Regions from separate parts of the Sus scrofa genome. Here regions 1, 2 and 3 are each linked to region 4. A link is a contact called in public promoter capture Hi-C and targeted proximity ligation data. All regions are on one chromosome and are shown on one strand. The core of a region is the stretch at or near the end of the contact, and the rest is flanking DNA. Distances in the headings are between cores, read along the strand shown. Region 1 holds the start of MICAL3 (F-actin-methionine sulfoxide oxidase MICAL3). Region 2 holds the start of HDHD5 (cat eye syndrome critical region protein 5). Region 3 holds the start of IL17RA (interleukin-17 receptor A). Region 4 holds the start of BCL2L13 (bcl-2-like protein 13).

The links. Promoter capture Hi-C pulls out the DNA fragments that hold promoters and counts their contacts.
Region 1: a contact with region 4 is called in a targeted proximity ligation map of alveolar macrophages. A contact is called at or near these places in 2 of 5 promoter capture datasets (fetal skeletal muscle and liver), 17 of 47 Hi-C or Micro-C datasets (alveolar macrophages, embryonic fibroblasts, epiblast stem cells and 9 more) and 2 of 2 datasets of targeted methods (alveolar macrophages and skeletal muscle).
Region 2: a promoter capture Hi-C map of liver shows a contact between it and region 4, with 4 times the contacts expected there. A contact is called at or near these places in 2 of 5 promoter capture datasets (fetal liver and liver), 5 of 47 Hi-C or Micro-C datasets (blood, heart right ventricle, liver and 1 more) and 2 of 2 datasets of targeted methods (alveolar macrophages and skeletal muscle).
Region 3: a contact with region 4 is called in a targeted proximity ligation map of alveolar macrophages. A contact is called at or near these places in 2 of 5 promoter capture datasets (fetal liver and liver), 4 of 47 Hi-C or Micro-C datasets (blood, heart right ventricle and liver) and 1 of 2 datasets of targeted methods (alveolar macrophages).

The regions. Positions count from the first base shown.
Region 1 is chr5:70,130,472-70,136,149 of Sscrofa11.1, forward strand. MICAL3 (F-actin-methionine sulfoxide oxidase MICAL3) reads right to left here and starts at 2,498. Exons shown (of 40, transcript XM_021092508.1): 1 at 2,306-2,498. It overlaps PEX26 (peroxisome assembly protein 26), which reads left to right and starts at 2,553. Exons shown (of 5, transcript XM_003126596.4): 1 at 2,553-3,379; 2 at 4,457-4,597; 3 at 5,044-5,339. The coding sequence starts at 3,165.
Region 2 is chr5:69,509,083-69,514,400 of Sscrofa11.1, forward strand. HDHD5 (cat eye syndrome critical region protein 5) reads right to left here and starts at 3,477. Exons shown (of 10, transcript XM_021092501.1): 1 at 3,354-3,477. The coding sequence starts at 3,476.
Region 3 is chr5:69,457,423-69,463,137 of Sscrofa11.1, forward strand. It overlaps IL17RA (interleukin-17 receptor A), which reads left to right and starts at 3,858. Exons shown (of 15, transcript XM_021092984.1): 1 at 3,858-4,256. The coding sequence starts at 4,107.
Region 4 is chr5:69,777,923-69,783,260 of Sscrofa11.1, forward strand. It overlaps BCL2L13 (bcl-2-like protein 13), which reads left to right and starts at 1,368. Exons shown (of 7, transcript XM_003126595.6): 1 at 1,368-1,558.

The DNA of each region.
Region 1 (5,678 bases), core at 1,248-3,747, 350 kb after region 4:
TTGCAAAGAAGAGTCAAGAGTCAAGACTCTGGGTCAAAGAGGAAGATTACAGAACTTCGAGGTGGAATTAGACTTTCTTCTCCTTACTCACCCCAGCATATCATCACCCTCATTCCTCTGAACTATTGCAGTGATATAAAGCACTCTAGTGGCTGTCACATGATCTCTTTTGAGCCTCACAATACCCCATGTGGCAGGTGTTGGTATTCATGTCTTCAGATGAGAAAACAGACTCAGAGGACTAAGCCGACCTTCCAGAGGTCCCTAAGATTCCAAGCGGCATAGCCTATCTCCCATTCCAGAGCTCCTTCTGCTACAGAAACACCAACTTACCACATGTTCAAAGTAGGTGAGCAAATCCACAACCTCAGGACCCTGCTCAGGCAAGACACACTGTACCTGGCAAACAGAAAGAACAGCAAGTCCCACAGCTTGGGCTAGGGAATGGCTATTGCGTGGGTTTCGTGTCTCATTTACTCCACTAATTTTCCCAAAATGAAAGGATTCCAACAATACAAATCTTGACACAGGTCAGGGCTTTCAGATTGGAAAGAACTGCCTTGTTCCCACTTCTCTCTCTCTCTTTTTTTTTTTGTGGCTGCACCAGAGGCATATGAAAGTTCCCAAGCCAGGGATCGAATTCGAGCCAGAGCTGCAACCTGCACCACAGCTGTGACCTGCACCACAGCTGCAGCAATGCCAGATCCTTAACTCACGGCCCCGGGGCTGGCGATGGAACCCCAATCTCTGCAGCAGGAACTCCACCACCACTTATTTTATACCAGAGGGAGGGAAGGCTGTTTCATAGCTTGAGTCATGAGCCCTGAGACATTAAGACACTTGGTCACTGTCCCTCAGGTGGAATAAATTAGGACTGCTGTGTCTTAGCTTGAGATGGTCTGGCTTCATTAGATGGTCTGGCTCCATTATGTCAGCACTGTTACTCGGGAATCAGCTGGTGGGCATAAGAGTGCTAAGGGGTAGTGGTGACAGAGAGACCACTGCGTAGGCCCAGGTAGTCAGAGATTGGGCGAAACACAGAAATAGAAAAATCCTATTTTCATATTTTTTTTTTTTTTTTTTTTTTTTTGCAAACTCCCACTTCTTTAAATATCTTGACCTCATTCTAGGGATCACAGCACTGCACGTACTGGCAGGCTTGCTTCTTTTAAGGCTGTGCTGCCATCTCCTGGAAAATCCTGGGCAGAGCAAGAACCTTCTCTAGGATTAAGGAAGGGGCCTTTTTCTGGCAGCAAAAGCTTGGAAGTGGTGCTCCTGGAGGCAGAGGCCTGGTCCTGCCAGTCTCAACTGGCCCAGGCCTGGTCAGGTCTGTATTCTGACGCTACTACTGCTTTTCTGATTTTTCAGGGGAGACTTATAAGCCAATTCTGAGAAACAGTTTTTTGTTTGTTTACAGTCCAGTAATTATGCTATTACTAATGATCTTCATTATTGGCTGTCAAATCTGAGGCAGAACAGATAAAACATTTTGATAAATTCAGCCTTGAACTAATTCACTTTCCAGAGTGGAGTTTGCTCTGTGGGAAGAATATTGCCTGGAGAGAAAGGGGGACTTAGGGTGGACATCAAGTATGTGTTGGTCCCAAGGGCAGTGATTTCACCAATGGAGGCTAGTTCTGAGCATGAAAAGCACATTTTCTCTCTGCTCTACTTCAACCCTGGATTTACTGCTAGAAAACAAAGTTAAACGTAGTCACTGTTGTCACATCCAAGTTCTCTTTAAGCATTTATCACCATCTGACATACCACTGTATTTATTTTTAATTTTGCTCCCCTCTTTCACTATGATGGAAGCTCCACAAAGGAGGACATTTTTGTCTCCTTCGTTCATGTGGGATCCTCAGTGTTTAGAACAAGGCTGGCACTTAGTAGGTGTTAAATATCCACGGAAAAAGTGAAGTCCTGGCTTTATCACCTTATGCCATTATGGGGTCCACACTTCTCATCCCCAGAGTCTGATGGATTTTGTGCTTCTGCCTCAGCTTTCCAGGAGGACTTTTTGCAGAGGGTGGAAGGCCCTGGCTGGTGACCATGGAAGGGGATGCTGAGGCAGGCAGGTGCTGACCCTGTGCCTGGCCTGTCCGATTTAATCACAAGGGCAACGTTTTGGAGAGAGTGCAAATGGTAGGGAACTGGGAGGAACTGAAGCTCAGGGCTTAGCACAAACCTAGGAGGCTCTTCAAAGCCTGAGTGAAGCACAGAATATAATAATAAATGTAACTTCTGTATCTGTGTAAAATTACTTAATAATTACTATTAAAGCCAGGACGTATTGAATACTTACTCTGACTCAGTCCTTTACTGTAAACTGCATTACACACTGTACGGCTTTTTCACGGAATATCTATCTGGCATAAGACACGGAGGCTCAGTGTGGATCCCTGGACACAAGCGGACACAGCCCATCCGGCAGAGCGCGGTGGCCAAGCTCCTGCCCTTGGCTGGCTGTGTTTTTGCCACCTGCCAGTTGTGGGACCGGCAGCAAAACAAAAGAAGGAAGGACTGACGGGTGCTGGGCGGGGCCCGGGAGGAGGCGGTTCACAGACGCCCTCTCCTGCTCGCCGCCGGAGCCGTGTCCCTACAGAATCCAGGAGCTAGAGAAGCCGGAGGCCAGAGCCTCGGCCCGCAACAAGTACCCACCTCACCTCCCACAGCCCGCGGCTTGGGTCGGCTGGCTTCCTCCGACTGTGACGGCTTCTGGGGCGCCGTATGCCGGGGCTTGTAGTCCGAAGCCCCCCATCTGCGCCCCGGAGCGGGGCCGCTCCAGGAGCAAGACTACAACTCCCAGAGTGTCCCGCGCCGCCGGGCGCCGCTCTGCGCGCGCAGCGAAGCTGTCGGCGCCCACGTTCCCGCGCCGCTGGCGGCGGCTCAGCCCCTGGAGAGGGTCGGGGCAGACTCCTTCCCGGGCTCGGGGGTTCCAGTCCTTGTCGTGAGGCTGCGTCTCCAGGGACGCAGTGCTCTGCATATCCGAGGGTGCCAGGCTGTCCCTCGCTGGAGCCGCAGACAAGCCCAGCCGCGCCAATCTTTCCTTTACGGGCTGCGGCCTCGGGCGGTTCGTGGGCCAGGCTGTGAGGACCCTCTCTTCTCCCAGGCCGCACCGGACACCCTGCAGCCCCCAGAGGGCGGTCGCCCGGCGCCCGCCTATGAGGAGTGACCCCGCGACCTCTGCAGCCCCCCTGAGGGGGCTTGGGGGCCCCCTGCGGAGCAGCGAGCCGGTGCGCTCCTCCCCGGCCCCATCGGCAGCCGCACTTCTGCTGGAGGAGGCGGCCGACTTGCTGGTGGTGCACCTGGACTTTGCCGCGGCGCTCCGCACCTGCGAACGCGCGTGGCAGGGCCTGGCGGAGGAGCCCGCGGGCGCGTACGTGCTGGGCTCGGCTCCCTTCGGGTGACGGTGGGAGGGGCACCAGTCCCCAGGACTCTTGCCCTCCGATTGTTGGCGGAAGTCTTACTCCTTGCTTTCCTCAGGGGTGCCTGACCTTGTGCCCATTTTCTGAGGAGAAAGGGGAGGCACTGCCCGTTGAGGAGGAAGCAGTTGAGTCGTGTCACAGGGCTTAGTGGGAACCCACAGCCAATTCTTTCTCCCTGTTCCAGGGCAGAATGACATGAAGGGAAGACAGGATTGTATTGTTCAGTTGCTCCAGTAAGCAGGTGGTGGGAGGCTTGTCGAAGGTACACCCTCCACTGAGTTGTCCCCTTCTCACTTTGGCTGATGAGTGGGGATGGGGTTCAGGGCAGGAGTAGTGTTCCAGTTCTATTGAAGGGTCGGATCAAAGAATTAGAAACCTTGGTCTTGCGCTGCTTTTTCTAATGCTGCCGTCCTCTCTGGTAGTTGAAGGCATAATTTCTCTGTGGATTGTAAGGTTGGCTTAGGCCACACTAGGGAGGGGGTGGGTAGAGTAGTCAAAGCTGACCCCAGGGAGTAATGAATTGGGGAGCCCTGGCTGTGTGTTCAGGGGGTTGGTGAATAAATGCTGAAGGCTTTGATTTGGGTGCTTGGAGGTGCCTCTGTAGGTGGTGCTAGGAGGCCAGTAGTGGAGTTCCTGTGCCTGTACTGAGGCTATAACCTTTCAAATTCTTAGCTCCACCTCTCTTCCCACCCAAATATCTATGCTGTTTCTTGTCCTCTTCACCTAAGAAGTAAAGGAACCCTCCTGCTCATTAATCCACATTTCAACTGCATACAGAGCTGTGTGTTGGGCAGCTGCTGATTTGCTTCTAGATTTAGAGAAACTTTTAGCTCCTGGGAAAAGGGCAGTTTTCTCTTGTTTGGGGGCAGAAGACCACTTGTAATTGTGAGGTCCACTAGAACACCGGTGGGAGGGTAGAGGTGACGACTGCTGAATTTGGGAGCTGGTGAAGAAGAGTCCCAAGGTGGAGGTGGCAATGGCAATGCAGGGAAACCGCTTCTAAACTTGAATTGGCTTTTCCCTGACAGCTCCTTGGAGGTGAAATGCTCTCTCTGTGTTGTGGGAATCCAGGCCCTGGCGGAGATGGATCGGTGGCGGGAAGTCCTGTCTTGGGTTCTTCAGTATTACCAGATTCCTGAGAAGCTGCCCCCCAAAGTCCTGGAGTTGTGGTAGGTCCTTAGGTCCTTACCGCTTACCCACTGGGTCAGTGCAGGAGCAAGAGGGTTTTCCTGTCCTTTCCCAAATCAGTCCTGATAGCTCCTTTTCCCCCTTCCCTACTATTTCCCTCCAAATCTAATTCTTTTCATGTTTCTTTTCTTACCCCTAGACTTGAAACCCTAACAATAAATGATGAGGACGGAGGAATTTAGGAGTGGGGGAGGGGGAAAGTAAAGAATAGGAGACGTGAAATGGGACGACAGGAGTGGGGGTGTCAGAGCTGAGAGTGTTTCTTGCTACCCCTAAGATGGCAAGCTCCTAAGTAAGAGCTCCTGATTCTTGCCATGTCACCATCCCACAGGGAGGGGCTGGGTGGGAGGAGTGTGGTGGTTATGAGAAATTAAACTGCGAAGCACTGACTCCTCTTTTTGGGGGCTTGGGTTACATGGGGCTGCAGTGTTCTTTTATACAGCAAAATGCAAGAGCCTGGAGCCATGCTGGATGCAGTCAGCACTTGGCTCCGAGACCCCGACAATCAGGGCCTTCCGGAGTACAGAACCTTAGCAGAACTTCACCTGCAGCGGGTGCTGTTTCCTTTGGGCTGCTTGTCGGAGGCTGAAGAGCTAGTGGTGGGTTCTGCAGCCTTCAGTGAGGAGCAGCGGCTGGAAGCACTTCAGGCCATTAGTGTGGCAAGGCAACAGCAGAAACACAGACACTCTGGCTCAGAGGAGGCCCAGAAGCTTAACCAGGAAGGTAGGATGTTATTCTTCTGTGGCTTCTGAATTGTGGGCTTTCTCTCGGACTTTGGGCGCAATTCTTTGTATGGGTAACTTTGTATGAGATCACAGAATGAGAAGCCTGTTAAGTTGCTTAGAAAGCCCAGCCCAGACCTTCTGAAGTTGTCAGGGAAGGTAAGTGGTACAGGTCTCAGATCCTTGACTTTTGTCTCCTGAAAGAAAGTCACCTTCTGCTTGAGGTCCTATCGTTAGATCTTTTGCCACCACCAAGGTAGGTGGCCCGGGTAGGATGTTACTCCTTTAAAAGGGGGCCCAGGAATTCCCGTTATGGCTTAGCAGTTAACAAACCTGACTA
Region 2 (5,318 bases), core at 2,227-4,726, 270 kb before region 4:
ACCAATATCGACACACAGAGTTCTAAAAACACACTCAATTGCTACAGACAATATAGAAAATTCTTGTTTCTTGCTGCTGCCCAGTGCTACTACTCCCTGTCTTGTGTGTTTTCCAGAAACTGTTTTATGGATGGTACTAATTTCTTATCTTGGAGCTAACACAGAAATGGCCCTATGTCGTGCTTTCTTTTCCATCTTCCGTTTTTCATTGGTATCTCTTGGTTTTCTTTCTGTACCACAGCCCCACCTCCTCCACATCGCCTCTGCTACATATTTTGAGTGTATACTCCATTAGGTTTCCCCTATTCAGATATTTAGGTTTTTCCACACTTTTGCCTCTACGAATTATACTATAAAGAACCTATTCATGCTTACTAGTTTTTCCATATGATGGATTTTTCTTCTAGTTGTTTTTTTTTTGGCTGCGCCCACAGCATGTGGAAATTCCAGTGCCAGGGACTGAACCTGCACCACAGTAATGACAATACCAATCCTTAACCCACTGCACTACCAGAGAACTGAAAGATAGATTCTTAAAAGCAAGAGTTATAAGTCAAAAGAGTACAAACATTTTAGTGATGGAACACCTATTGGCCCATTTTCCAAAACACCTATCAACCCACGTGCAACCTGGTCCCCTTGCCCAGGATGGTTTTCACTGGTATCAAAGAGTTTGTTAAGGATCAAACATCCTGTTAATATCACAATTTAAAAAAAAAAAAAAAGAGGTATCTCATCTCAATCTGCATTTCTTTGATTTGTATCTTTTTTTTGGGGGGGGGGTTAGGGCCACAACTGCGGCACATGGGAGTTCCCAGACTGGGGTTGAATCTGAGCTATAGCTGCCAGCCTATGCCACAACCACAGCAACTCAGGATCCAAGCCACGTCTGCGACCTACACCACAGCTCATGGCAACACTAGATCCATAACCCACTGAGCAAGGCCAGGGATCAAACCCACGTCCTCATGGATACTAGTCAGATTCATTACCGCTGAACCACAATGGGAACTGCCATTTCTTGGATTTACAAAGCTGAACACTGTACTCCTTAAAAAAAATCACCCCATTTTTTTTGTGAACTAACATACATGCAAGGTGTTTTTCAGCTGTCAGAAAAACCCAAGCTAATCTGTTTACCATTTTCCTTTTTGTTGGCACCAGCTAAGTCAAGCCACTTTCACCACAAATGCGCTGTGGTTCAAAATGTCCTTATTTTCTTAGACGTACATACAGAAGAATTTAAGGTTGAAATGATAAGAAAATGGATTCCCTTTAACATCTTAGAGCCACAAGAAAAGAGGGCAGATAAGCAAATCAAGTGCAGCAAAGTGTTAGTAACAGCTGAATCTGGAACATGGGTCTATGGGGTTCATAACACTGTTGTGCTTTTGGGTTTTTGAAAACTCACATAGTCAACAAACCAAACAGTTCATTTATGCTGATGGCTGCAAAATTAAACTACTGGTCTTAGGGGCCATATCGTAAACAGTCGTAAGATTTGCTTAGAAAGACCCGCAGATCCTGCCACTTAGAACAAGAAAGTTTCAGGACAGTTGAGCAGTATCTGTGACACTCCCTCATCTATTACTGTGTAGTGCGGGATGACCACCTGTGGCCCTCAGGTGAGCACACAGAGAACCAGGCACCCAGGACCTGGGAAGCAAAGGCGCATCGGATGCAGCGACTCCACACTCCATGAGATGCTTCACAGAAGGGACGCGGGGAGGGATGTACAGGTGTGACTTCTCTACACTTGCTGCTCGGCTTTCTGAAAACTTAAAACTGGTCTAAAAAAAGTCTATTAATTTTTGTTTAAGTGAAGTTACCTAGAGAAAAGGAAATAAGAATTTTCATTCTCTTTTCATTTTTCGTTTTATTTTTTTCTGCATCTATATTCTCATTTTTCTTCTTTATCACTTCAAGTTTTTTGTAACTTGTCCTGGGTATTAAGCCAGCTCTGAGTTAAGTCCATATATGTGGAGTTTCTGTTATGGCTCAGTGGTAACAAAATTGACTAGTGTCCATGAGGCCTCAAGTTCAATCCCTGGCCCCGCTAAGTGGGTTGGGGATCTGGCGTTGCTGTAAGCTGTGGTGTAGGTGGAAGACTCAGCTCAGATATGGTGTTGTGGCTGTGGCATTGGCAGCAGCTCCAATTCCACTCCTAGTCTAGGAACTTCCATATGTCTCAGGTTCGGGCCTAAAAAGACAAAGGGGAAAAAAAGTCCATATTTGTGGTAGTGATAAAACGTGTGGTTTTCTACTACATATAAAATAGATAAACAAGGTCCTACTGTATGGCACAGGGAACTATGTTCAATATCTTGTAATAATCTATAAAGGAAAATATTCTTAAATAGTATACATATATTTTATATATATAATATATGTATAACTGAATCACTTTGCTGTACACCAGAAAGCAACACAACACTGTAAATAAACTATACTTTTAAAAAGCATGGCAGAGGGGAGATCCCTTTGTGGTGCAAAAGAAACGAACAGGTTCAATCCCTGGCCTCCCTCAGTGGGTGAAGGATCCCGCCTTGCCTGAGCTGTGGTGTAGGTCACAGACGCAGCTCAGCTCCTCCATAGCTATGGCTGTGGTGTAGGCCAGCGGCTGTAGCTGATTCGAACTCTGGCCTGGGAACCTCCATATGCCACTTGCGCAGCCCTAAAAAAAATAAAATAAAATAGATTAAATAAAAAGCATGGTTTTAAGATTAATTTGGGGAGTCCCCTGGGGGCCGTACCCTCGACCCTTGACCACGTTTGAACTGGGCGGATCCACTTATAGGGGGGATTTATTTCAACAAATATACATTCAGCCCCCACAGCTGTGGGCTCCTCACACGTGGATCCAACCAACTGGTGATCGTAAACTTCACAAGCCATGGCTGTTGGTGGATGGGGGATCCGCGGATGCCAGGCGTCTGTGGGACGCCAGCACCTTCAGGTCTAGGAGTCCTCCACGGACAGCGAGGGAGGGCGGAAATCGGCCTTAAGTCACACAGGTAGTAAACCGCCGGGCAGGTGCGCATCCCCTTCTTCCACCCTCCCACTCTCACCCTTGGAGAGTCGGGAACTGTGAGAACCCGCGGGCCGGGGCCGCGGTCTTCTGCACGTTCCGACTGGCGGGTCACCGAGGCCCGCGTGCCCAGGTCCGGCCCCGCGAGTGACAGAGTCACGCGGTGCCCCGGGCGGCGGCTACGCGGCGGGGACCAAAGGACGTGACGTCACTACACGCGGACACTGCGGGGACGGTGGGAGTGATGTCCTGGAGGCCGGACATCAGAGCACGGTCCACGAGGCCACAGGGCCTCCTGCCCTGCCCGCCCGCCCGCCGCCCTCACCTGCGCGCCGCCGCTCGCCAAATGGCGGCCCCCGAGCCCCGCGGCCCCGCGCGCCGCCCCGCAAGCCGCCCGCCACCACAGCCCGGGCGCCCGCCGCGCCACCACCTCGCCGAACGCAGCCATGGGCCGCCACCTGCGCGCACCGCGCACGCCCGGCCCGCCGCGCGGCCAATCATCGGCCAGTGGCGCCTGGGGCACCTGGGAGCTGTAGTCCCATCCAGTATTGGGGGCGGGAAGGGGGCGGGGGTGCTCGCAGGGCATCTCGGGAGCTGTAGTCCCGCTTCGGTCTCTGCCTTACGCGTGTGGGCGTGGTCGTATAACTGGAAGTTTATACCCTTTAACTTTCTCACACTTTTAACCAACTCCTAACCCTCATATCTGGCAGCCACCACTCTTTCTCCTGTTTTCTGGATCTATGAGCTTGGTTATTTTGTTTCTTAGAGTCCGCATGTAAGTGACCTCATACAGTATTTGTTTTCTCTGACTTACTTCATTAAACATAATAACCTAAAGGGCCATCCATCCACGTTGATGCTAAATGCAGCATTTCCTTCTTTTTTGTGGCTGAATAATATTCCATTATATATGTATGTATATGTATACATACATATATAACGTATATATATGTGCGTGTGTGTGTGTGTGTGTGTGTATCTCTTCGTCCATTTATCTTTTTTTTTTCTTGGTAAGAGAGGAGGTAATTTATTGTAATGTGTTACGTTCAGCCACAACTGGGAACAGAACTAGTCCAGAATGTCACAGGTCCAGGACAAAATACTAAAAGGGATCATTTTGCTGTGAGCAAGGTGGGTCTCAAAGTGGCCGAGGGGCTCAGAATGGTGAAAAGTTGTTCTGGATCCACTGAGACAAGTTCTAGACAGAAGGCATGCAGCCCAACAAATTGTACCAGCGTCCCTGGCCTCTGGGCTTTCCTTGTTTCTGCTCCTGCGGCTTCTGCAGATGTACAAGTTTACTCGGACCTCTGCCTCCTCTTTGTTCTTTTGTGCTGCAGCCTCGCATTCGCTTCTTCCTGCACTTTGCTGTCATGGCACAGAGGTTTCTCAGAAGATGGCACTAAGGCCAAGAGCCCATTTATCTATTGATGGATGCTTAGTTTGCTCCCACATCCTGGCTCTTGTAAATGGTGCTGCTATGAACATTGGGTTGCATGTATCTTTTTAAGTTAATGTTTTCATTTTCTTTGGACAAATATCCAGAAGTGGGATTACTGAATTGTACATTAGTTTTATTTTAAATTTTTCTGAGGAATCTCCATACTTTTTTTCACAGCGGCTATACCAGTTTACATTCCCACCAACAGCACACAAAAGTTCTCTGTTCCCCACCAACACTTGCTACTCTTTTTGTAACAGCCAGGGAGAGTGTTATTAAAGAGGGAGAGTTGGGAGTTCCCGTCATGGCACAGTGGTTAACGAATCCGACTAGGAACCATGAGGTTGCAGGTTTGATCCCTGGCCTCGATCAGTGGGTTAAGGATCCGGTGTTGCCGTGAGCTGTGGGGTAGGTTGCAGGCTCGGCTTGGATCCCGCGTTGCTGTGGCTCTGGTATAGGCCGGCAGCTACAGCTCAGGTTCGACCCCTAACCTGGGAACCTCCATATGCTGTGGGCGCGGCCCTAGAAAAGACAAAAAAAAAAAAAAAAAAAAAAAAAAGGAGAGTTGGAGGCACTAGCAGACTATGGCAGGAGCAGAGTAAAGGCCTGGTGGGGGGGGTGGCGCTGAGGGCTCAGAACTTAGTTCCCACCAGAGCTCCCAGCACAAGGTCAGTGCTCTCCTCTGTGTTCCCAGGCCCACCTGTCTCCCCTGCTTGGAAAAGTCAGGCAGAGGACGGGGCCGTGTTAATCCTGGGCTGAGGGTAGTTTGATTCCTGGATGGTCTTGCTTCCCTGGGCCCCATGCAGCAGTGGGGTCCAGTGGGAGAGGGTGGAAGGGTGATTGCTGCCCCCC
Region 3 (5,715 bases), core at 2,608-5,107, 320 kb before region 4:
CTATGGCTCTGGTTGGGAACCTCTGCATGCTGTGGGTGAGAAAGAAAGAAAAGAAGGAAAGAAAGAAAAGAAAGGGAGAGATAGAGAGAAAGAAAGGGATGAAGGAAGAAAAAGGGAAAGGAAGAAAGGAATAGTATTTGTCCTTTTGTGTATGGTTTGTCACTTAGCATAATGTCCTCAAAATTCATCTATGTCATAGCCTGTGTCATTATTTCCTTCTTTTTTAAGGCTAATATTCCAGGGTATGTACAGACCACTTCGTGTTTATCTAGTCATTCATCCATGGACACTTAGCTTATTTCCACTTTTGGGTCTTGTGACTAACACTGCCCAGAACATGGGTGTACAAATATGTTTGGGCCCCTGAAGACACTTCTTACTAGTACAGACCCAGAAGTAGAATTCTGGATCATATGGTAGTTCTATGTTTTATTTATTTATTTATTTACTTATTTATTGCTTTTTAGGGCCGCACATGCGGCATATGGAAGTTCCCAGGCTAGGGGATGAACTGTAGCTACAGCTACCAGCCTATGGGAGTTCCCGTCGTGGCTCAGTGGTTGACGAATCCGACTAGGAACCATGAGGTTTCGGGTTCAATCCCTGGGCTCGCTCAGTGGGTTAAGGATCCGGCGTTGCTGTGAGTTGTGTGTAGGTTGCAGACGCAGCTCGGATCCCGCATTGCTGTGGCTGTGGTGTTAGACTGGCGGCCACAGCTCCCATTGGACCCCTAGCCTGGGAACCTCCCACATGCTGCAGGTGCAGCCCTAGAAAAGACAAAAAGACAAAAAAGAAAAAGAAGAAAAGAGGGAAATTTACTCGAGCCAAACTGAAGATTATAACCTGGAAAGCAGATTCTCTGAAAGCTATGAGAGCTGTTCTGCCTGTTAGGAGTCATATACGTTTTTGAGACAAAAGGATCATACATCAAAATGACAAGCTGATATTTTACATAAAGGTCACCAAGGATACCGAGTCCAGGGAAGCACATACACAAAGTGACAAGCAAGTCACCATGACCCCCTACAGAGCTGGGAAAGGACGCTATTCTTTTAAGACTTTACACTGCTAGTGTCGTCATCAGAGAAAGAAAAAAACAAGATCTTTATGGCTAAGTAGGCCTCCACTTTTGAGGGGCTCTGGTTAATGTGTGATGCAGACGCACACGCCACCCATCAGGAAGGGAGCGGGCCCAAACACACGCAGAGAGAGGATTTTTGTGTTTAACTTTGCTTGTCCTGCCTGAAAATATAAACTTTACCTCAGCCCCACACTGGGCGCCTTGTAATAAACACCGTACTTTCCTTCCCCACAATCCGGTGTCAGTAGATTGGTTTATTGTGGACAATAAAGTAGACCCAAGTTTGGTCCAGTCACAAAAGAACCAGCCTCACAGACATACAAGCCAGTGGTCACCGGCGGGGAGAAGAAAGGGAGGTGCAGGAGGGGGTGGGGGGTTAAGAGGCACCGACTACTGTGCATAAAGCAGATAAGCTACAAGGATATACGTACCGCAAGCGGGATGGAGCCTTTATGTTGTAATAACTTCAAATGGAGTGCAATCTATTAAAATATTGAATCACTATGTTGTACACCTGCAACTAATATAATAGCGTAAATCAACTAAATCATTAGGAAAAAAAAGCTGATTATTTATACTTAATTCTCATGCACACAAAACTGCAGCTCTCTGTGGCCTTGGGTAAATTATCTAATCTCCTCAGAGTCTATAAAAGAGTCCATAAAATCCCCACCTCACAGGAGGTTGTGAGGCCTGAACAAGATAACCGGGTGGAGCCCTGCCAGGGCCGGGTGTCAGGGCTGCACTCAGCAAATATGGTTTCCTCCCGCCCCCACTCACCCCAGCCGCAGGTTTCCTGAGCTCACTGGTAAAGCTGCGCTATGCAAACCAGAACTGAGGTCCGAGGGCCTAGGAGAGGAACACATCGGGCAGAGAGCCCAAAATACAGGGGCTGGGAGCAGGAAACGGCTTTAGCCTCTGGTCACTGCCCGCTTCCAGCCATCGCCCCAGCATCATAATCAAGTCTGGCTGTGGGACCCCCACTTCCCAACAGCCTCCTTGGGATCTGACTTCTGTCGCCCTCCCCACCCCGCTGGAACCTGTCATAGATCTCATGGACACACTCAAGCTCTCCAACCAGGGTCTTTCTGAGTGTGGGGCCTCAGGCTGGGGTTGGCTAAAGAATCCAATAAAAGTTCATGCAATTACGTCACTCTGCTGGTCACCACGGCAACCAAGTGTTTGGACTCAGGGTGGATTATAGTGAGACAGACCGTGGGGGTGGTTACACACCTGTGACTCTCAACACAGCCTGTACACTTCGATCATATGGTATGTGACTCTATCTCAACAAAGCTGCCCAAAATGAACAAATAATAAACAATCTGACCTCATGGCCTCCTGATGTGATGTCACACAAAATAGACAGACTCTTGCCAAACTGTTTAACCTGAATCAAACCCAGCCATTCAACCTCATTTCCATCCTACAGGAAGTACAGGAAATAGAAAAAAAATCACACAAAGAGACATCAGGAGGAAACCGCCAGACAAACAGAAAATATGAAGTATTCAACGCCCTTTCAAAAAACAAAAATGGTGAGGGAAATGTCCTATATTTAAAGAGACCTAACATAACCTCCTGCAGTATGTAAAACTTAAGTGAACCCTGGTTTATGAAAAGCAACTATAAAAATAGTTGGGTCAGGAGTTCCCGCTGTGGCACAAAGGGATCAGCAGCGTCTTGGGAGCACAAGATGCAAGTTCCATTCCTGGCCTGGGACGGTGGGTTAAGGATTTCATGTAACTGCAGCTGCGGCTTAGGTCACTACTGTGGCTCGGATCTGATCTCTGGCCTGGGAACTCCACATGCTGAGGGGCAGCCGAAAACAAAAACAAAACAAAAAACAAAAAACTCCACACATTGGGACATTTGGGAAAATCTGAATATGAGCTGAACTTAGGTAGTTATTGTTAAATTCTTAGGTGTAATAAGGTGTTATGTTCAGGTAGCAAACTGTCCTTCCTCTTAGGAGATGCTTGCTGAAATATTTGGGGTCAAGTATCACGGAATCTTAGGTCGGTCACAGGTCGGTCTGTCCACATAACAGAAAGCTAAGAGCGGGCATCGGAGGCCAGCAGCGGCGGTCAGAGTTCACAGGGAAGGAAATGCAGCCGACGGTGGGCTTAGGATGAAGAAAGAAAAAGGGTGAAAAGCGCACTTTTCCGGAGACAAAACTGTCAGCGTGTAGGATGAAATGGCAGGGTCCGAGGCTGGAAGGAGGCCGCCCGGGGGACTGGGGGTCTTGCAGGACCGGGAAGGAGTGGACTCAGTGCGCACGCTCCAAAGCCAGGCTCCTCGGGAAGGGAACTAAGTAGAGGTGAGCAGCCAGGCGGACCCTCAGCAGACGTGGAGCGTGTCTCTGGCGAACACGCCGGCTCGGCTGGGGGCACAGAAGGCCGAGAGCAGATGAGGCCCAGAGCCCGCGCAGCTGCTTGAGGGCTAGCGCACCAACCCTCGCTCGGATCCAGCGTCGGAGCGCAGAGCTGTCCCTGCCTCAGGAGGCGGCAAAGCCAGCGAAGCCGAGCAAAATCGGGGGAAAAGAGCCAGGATAGAGAGAGACAGGGACTGCGGGAAAGGACTTCCTCTGACGGAAAAGAAAACTCAAGGGGAAGGGGTTAGAGTTTTACCGGCTGACGGCAAGAGCGGGGGTGGAATACGCGAGCAGGCTGAGCTGGAGTGCAGAAGACGCTGGCCTGGGGTTCGCAGCGCAGGCGGGGCAGGAGGAGCACGGGGAGGGGCCTGGGGGTGTCGGGGAGGAGCCGGAGAGGAGCTGGGGAGGAGCCAGAGGAGTGCGGGGAGGGGAGCGAGCAGGAGCCGGGGAGGAGCGCGCACCTGGGACGCTAGTCTGGGAGGAACCCGTGGAAGGACTGTCCCGGCCCGAGCCTTCCCCTCCGCGCCGCCCGCCGGGGGCAGGGCTGGAAGCCGGAAGCAGGCGACTTGGGACTCGGCCGAGGGGAAGCCCGGGGCACGCCCTCGCTGCGCCCCCAGCTCGGGCGGCAGCCCTCCGCGAAGGGCCGGGGCCATGCGGCCTCTGCGACACGGGCAGCGCCTGTCCCCGGGGTCTCCTCTGGGGCTGCTTCTCCTGCTCCTCTTCCTGTTCCTGCGCGCGCTGGGTCTGGGTCGCGCCGCCCCGAGGCTCTTGGACCACCCGGCACCCGTGTGCGCCCAGCAGGTGAGACTCGGCGCGTTACCCGAGAGCGGGGGCCGAGGATGCTGCCAGGTGGGGAGGGGTCGGCCCAGGGCTGAGGGCCGAGGGCGCGGGGCCGCCGAGTGGGCAGGAAGTCTGCTCGGGGTCTCCAGGGTCCGAGGCTTGGGCACAACAGCGGGCCGGCCTGGGGAGGGTTCCCAAGAGCGGCGGGAGTTGCGGTGTGGACCCGGGGGAGACGGGGTTTTCGGGGAAAGATCGCGCAGCGCGGGTTGCACAACAGGAGCCGGCGTCCCGGCGGGAGGGGTGGCAACTCCGCTGGGCCCCACACTTTGGGGAAGGACTAGGAGGCGCGGCCGGCCGGAGACGAGGCGGGCTGGTTAGAAGAGGGTGGGGAGGGGCCTGCGGAGGGCAAGGCGGGACTGGACCGGCTTCCGGCCGGGGTCATCGAGCCCTCCTCCACTGGAACTCGCGCCCCTAGGGATCCCGTGTTCGCAGCCCCGACGCTCCGGCCCCGGCGCTGCGGGAGGCACCCTCCGCGAAAAGTTGTCCGGGCAACTTGCTGATCCCTTTGGCCGAGCCCTGGGGGGAGGTAGGATGCCGCCCTTCCAGCCCCCACCACCTGGGTCTGGGGTCCTGCGGGTCTAAATCCGCCAGGCAGTTGCCCTGCTGTGCCCACAGGAATCGACACACCCACCGCCGGTAGTGGCCTTGGGGTGGAGGCGGCCCTTCAGAGAAAAGAACCCCCGTGCTGGGCACACAGCCTCTCCCGGCCATGCTGTCCTCTCCCCTGGCTCGTCTTGCTTTGCCTGCCCCCCCACTTCCACTGACCCTAAGAAATAACGCTCAGTTTCTGAGTCACAGGATGTGAAACACTAAAGCTGTATTTCTCATCTAATTTTGTGGAGGATTTACCACAAGAGGGTGGGGTAGAGGGCCAGTGACCATTTAGCAGAAACTTTTCTTAACATGGAAGATGTTGGGAAATGTCCTCGTGACTCCCATTCCTGGGCAGAGCAGGGACACACGCTCAGCAGGTCCTTCCCCGGGGGTGGATGTAGAAGTATCTCCTGTCCAGGACCCAGGTTCAGGTTTTGATGACCATTTACCAGGTGTCTGCAAAATACAAGGGACTGAAATGGCAAAGACACACTCCCTGAACCCTGATGACCAGGGCAGTGAATCACCCAGCAGTAGGCAACTGCAGCGCCAGCCAGCCTGTGGCCAGTGCTCTTTGTACAGCCAGTGCGAGTGCGACGTTCCATCTGGGAAAGAGACACTCCTTCCAGCCGAGTGGTCTTTGGGCAGAGAGGATATTTGCGCAGCCCTGAGGGATGGTGGAGGCTTCAAGGCAGAGATCTGGAGCTCTCCATGACATGGAAAGAGCTGAGCCAAGGCCTCAGAGGGGGTCAGGATGAGAAGCGGAGGGTGTGTGTGGCAGGAAAGTGAGAGAGAGATGCAGCTGGAAATGGAGGGCAGGGCTCCA
Region 4 (5,338 bases), core at 118-2,617:
GTTCTGGGGCCAGGGATCAAACCCATGCCACAGCAGCAACAACACTAGATCCCCAACTCCCTAAGCCATCTGGGAACTCCAAAGTCAACTTATTTTTATTTTTATTTTTTTTTGTATTTTAGGACCGCACCCTCGGCCTATGAAGGTTTCCAAGCTAGGGGTCAAATCGGAGTTACAGCAATGCCAGATCTGAGCTGTGTCTGCGACCTATAGCACAGCTCACAGCAATGCCGGATCCTTAACCCTATGCATGAAGCCAGGGATCGAACCTGCAGCCTCACGGTTCCTAGTCAGATTTGTTTCTGCTGCTCCATCAAAGGAACTCCAAATGTTTTTATTGCTTTTTTTTTAGGTCCGAACCTGCGGCATACGAATTCCCAGGCTAGGGGTCGAATCAGGACTACAGCTGCTGGCATACACCACAGCCACAGCAACGCAGGATCAGAGCCACGTCTGCAACTTACACCACAGCTCATGGCAACGCCAGATCTTTAACTCACTGAGCTACGCCAGGGATTAAAACCACAACCTCATGGTTACTACTGGGATTTGTTTCTGTTGCACTGCAATGGGAACTCCTTAAGTTTTTAAATTTAAGCCTATGACACTGTTAAAAAATGTAAAAACCAAACGCAATCCTGGTTTATTCTTTTTAGTTTTTGTCTTTTTGCCTTTTCTAGGGCCGCTTCTGCGGCATGTGGAGGTTGCCAGGCTAGAGGTCGAATAGCAGCTGTAGCCGCTGGCCTACTCCAGAGCCACAGCAACGCCAGATCCTTAACATACTGAGCGAGGCCAGGGATCGAACCCGCAACATCATGGTTCCTAGCCGGATTCGTTAACCACTGAGCCACGAGGGGAGCGCCTTGAAAACATCTTCATCGCCCCAAAAAGAAACCCTGGACCCCGCTAGCAGTCACTTCCCATCAGGGTTTTAGCCTTTCAGCTCCTCCTCCCAGGTAGTGTCACGTGCGCACGACCCCGTGGCTCCCCAAGAACACAGCTGAGACACCGTACTGCCCCTCATTTGGCTGCGGGGGCGGGGAGGAGGTGGTGGGGAATGGTGTGGCGAGCGCAGGGCAGTGAGGGATAGGGGGAAACCCAAAGATCAGTGCAGAGACGCTCCTTCTCTGCGGTGCCCTGTTGCCCCACCCTCAAGGCCCAGCTTCCCCAGCGCCGCAACTACCCACGCCGCCGCCAGAGTCAACCTTTTTCCCAGCTGTCGACAGCCGGCTAGCGTCCGGAACCACAGAGCGGTGGTCAGGTCAGGAGAGAGTGGCTCTTCCGAGTCACGTTTGCGCAAAGAAACCTCCAAGTCTCAGTGGTCAGTACTTCCTTTCTGGAGTGCGGATCCGCCCCCTTGCGGCGCGCCCAGCGCCCCGCCCTGACGCTAGCGGTGACGGAAGCACGCTGGGTGACGTCACCCGCCAACATGGCGGCGGCGGTAGATTAGGGCTGTGGGTCGGAGCCGCCGCCTCCACCACCGCCGAGGGTTTCTGTCGCGAGCAGCCGCTGCCACCGCCGCGTCTTTCACCTTTTCTGGGGCAGGGGCCTGGGCCAGGTGAGGGAGTGGGGATTGTGGGCAAGCCGAGTCCGGCCCTCTTCCAGCTCCGTCCGGGGCGTCCCGAGGCTGTCGCGGGTGAGGGTGAGCGTGGGGGGCTGAGGTGCGAGGCCGTCCGAGGTGGTGGCTCGGTCTCGCTGACCCGCTGCCCAGCAGACTTTTCTTGGCTCGTCAGCGGTTGGGGTGGGCCTCGGGCGGGAGGGTGCGTGCACAGGGTTCGCGGCCTGGCTCCCCGCTAGCTGGCCAGGCAGTTGCTTCTCCATGTTCCCAGTTCCCCTCCCGGCGGATCCAACGCCACTGTCTCTGTTATTTTTATTATTTCGTTTGTTTCTTTCCCCCCACTCTTGGAGGCGGAACGGGTCACACTAGGTCGTTTCTTCTGTTGGTTTTTCTCCCCACATCCGAAGGAGACCCCACGTTTCTTTCCTTCGTGCCCGCCTGTGACGGAAAACTCCCGGACTTTTCTGAGCGGAGGCTTTAACCCGGCGGGAGATGGGGCTTCTGGCCCGCGGTGCTCCGGCTCTCCTCCCTGCACGAGTGCGCGTTTACTGCGAGCCAGCTCCCTTTTTCTATGTACAAGTTTTAAACTAAAGGAACAGTCTCCCCCTTCTTTTTCTCTGTGGTGTGGAGCAAAACAAGTCTTTCTGGAAGCAGTCAGTGCCATTTCGCTGGGAGGGTTGGTCTAAACCAGAATGTTGATCTCTGCCCTGACTTGTTGTGTGACCTTGGATGAGTTGCCACACCCTTCTAGTACCTTCTTTTCTTAATTTCCCAGAAAATTAAAATATTTGTGTAGGTAGTGAACTGTTTATACTAGATATATTCCATTGGATAAATAATTATACACCGCATATTGAAAATATTTAAACTTTTATGAAATATTCTTTGTTTAATGATAGGTCGTTAGGGACTTTGAAAATCCTTCTACTCTGGTTGGTCAGGTACTATTCTCAGTATTTTTTTTTTTTCCACATGATTAAATTTCTTATGAAGGACTGTACTCCAGTAGTTGAATTCAATTGAAGGACGCTTAAAATTCAGTCCAATTAGTTTTGTAGAGAAGAGGTGCTCCTTAGCACATGTCAATTGATGTTTACCACATGTCTTAATACTCTTAAGGTTTTAAAACAAGTGATTTGCAATGGTAATAGTTAAGAATGTTTCTCTTGTAAAATATCTTAGACGTACAAAAGTTTTGACCGCCGTCTTGCTTATCATCATTTTTTTTTTCAACATGATTTTTATTTTTTTTTGGCTGCACCTGAGGCATTCAGAAGTTCCCTCGTTAGGGCTTCCCAGGTCAGGGAATGAACCTTCCAGGCAGTTGAGATCTACACTACAGCTGCAGCAAAGCAGGATCCTTAACCCACTGCACCAGAGGGTAACTTCCAAGAGTTCTTAATATTTAGAGTTTATACATTACAGAGTTGAAGAGAGGGGGCTGTTTTCAGAGTAGCTGATTTTTTTTTTTTTTTTTTTTTTGTAACAGCTTTACTGAGAGACAGTCTTGCACACATCCACATATGTAGTCACAGGGTGTGCAACTATCACAGCAATGTTCATCATCCTCAAAAGAAACCTGGTAGCCACATTTACTAGTCGTTCTTTTTATTTTTATGGCTGGACCCTGGCATATGAAGTTCCTAGGTCTGGGGTTGACTCTGAGCCACAGCTGTGGCATACCCCCTCAGCTGCAGCAATGCTGGATCCTTTTAACTCACTGCACTGGGCTGGGGATCAAATCTGCTTCTCCACAGTGACCTCAGCTGCTGCAGTTCTTATCCCATTGAGTCACAGGGGGATCTCCAGCATTTTTATTCCCACGATGCCCCGCCCAGGCATCCACACTTTGTGTCTCTACAGATCTGCCAATTCTGGATATTTCATGTAAACAGAAGTATACACTATGTGGTCTTTTGTGACTGTCTTCTTTTACTTCCTTGTTGTAGTAGGTATTGACATTTCATTCCTTTTTATGGCCATGTCATATTGCATAGTGTAAGTACACTACATTTTTTTTTAAAGTCTTCATTTGATGGGCAATTATTTCCACTCTTTGGTTGTATGTAATGCTGCTTTGACCATTTGTGTTATAGCACATTTTTTGTGAAGACATTGTGTTTTCATTTCTCTGTTGCATATACTTAGGAGTGGAGTGGAGTAAATGACATATGTCTCCCTTTTATACAAGCTTTCTACGCATATATGGGAAGCTTAATTGACTTATTGTGAAAGTCAGAGTATGTGTTTTTGAGGAGAATGAGAGTGAGATGTTCTGTAAGTACGTTATCTTGCAGTGCCAACTGCTAAGTAGAAACGTTTTTGAACGGCTTTTTTTTTTTTTTTTTTTTTTTTTTTAAGGGCCACACCCAAGGTATATGGAAGTTCCCAGGCTAGGGGTAGAATTGGAGCTGCAGCTAGCTGCTGGCCTACGCCACAGCTGCATGGGATCCAAGCTGCATTTGTGACCCACACCACAGCTCAGGGCAATACTGGATCCTTAACCCACTGACCAAGGCCAGGTATGAACCCGAAACCTCATGGTTCCTAGTCAGATTTGTTAACCACTGAGCCATGATGGGAACTCCTCTGCCAAGTTTTGTTTTTAATTTTTTTAATTTTTATTTTTTTCATTTTATTTCTCTGCTGAGTTTTAAAATGACAGCCTTGTTCAGTGGTATTTCTCAGGTAGACCTGGTGAACTTTATGCAGTTTCACAATTTTCAGAGAAAATCCTAGAATTATGTAAAAGCTAATAAGGTATGGATTGAAAAAATAAAGTTATTGGACTTACTGTTAAATTGTGGAACTTTATTTTTTTTTATTTTTATTTTTTGCTTTTTTAGGGCCGCACCAGCGGCATATGGAGGTTCCCAGGCTAGGGGTCGAATCCGAGCTGCAGCTGCTGGCCTATACCATAGCCATAGCCACGCCATATCTGAGCCATGTCTGCGACCTACACCACAGCTCAGGGCAACGCTGGATCCCACTGAGCAAGGCCAGGGACCAATCCGCAACCTCATGGTTCCTAGTCGGATTGGTTTTTGTTGCACCACAAGGGGAGCTCCAAAATTGTGGAACTTTAAAAAAAAATTTTTTTTCCTCAAACCACCAATGGGTCTGGAGACCAGAATATGAGAATCTGGGGACTTTGTTAATGTTTAAAACTCGAGTTTTCATTTGTGACCGAATTATCTGTGGATTTTCACTTTTCTCTTTATAAGCTACAATTATTAATCTGCTCAGATCCCGTATTACTAGAGTATTTAACAATCTTGTTTCATTACAATGCTAGTGGAAGAAAGTGGTCAAAAAACAAAGCTTCCTGGAATAATTGAATTATAACATGTTAAATTATAATGTGTTCCTGTTATGGTTCTATGGGGTTAAGGAATACAATATAGATATGATAGTCTTAAGTATTTCTGAGGTAGGTACTAGAAGTTGCTGGCTTTGTTTTTTTGTTTGTTTTTTGCTTTTTTGCTTTTTTTGGCTGCCAAAAAAAGCAAACCACTTATTGTAAGATTGTGAATATTACATTTGTTATTGAAGGATCATGGGTGTTTTGGAGATGCCACCAAATGTATAAACACAGGATTAAGTTACCCTCAGCTTCCTCAGGCTGTCCATCTGGCTGACACTTCATGTAACTTGAGAACAAACTGAAGGTGTAAGGCAGAAAAAGAAACAGTGGGGTAACACAACTATGTTCAGTATATTATTATTAGAACTATGCAAAAAATAGGAGTTTTTATATCTAAGAACATTCTTGTGTTTAAT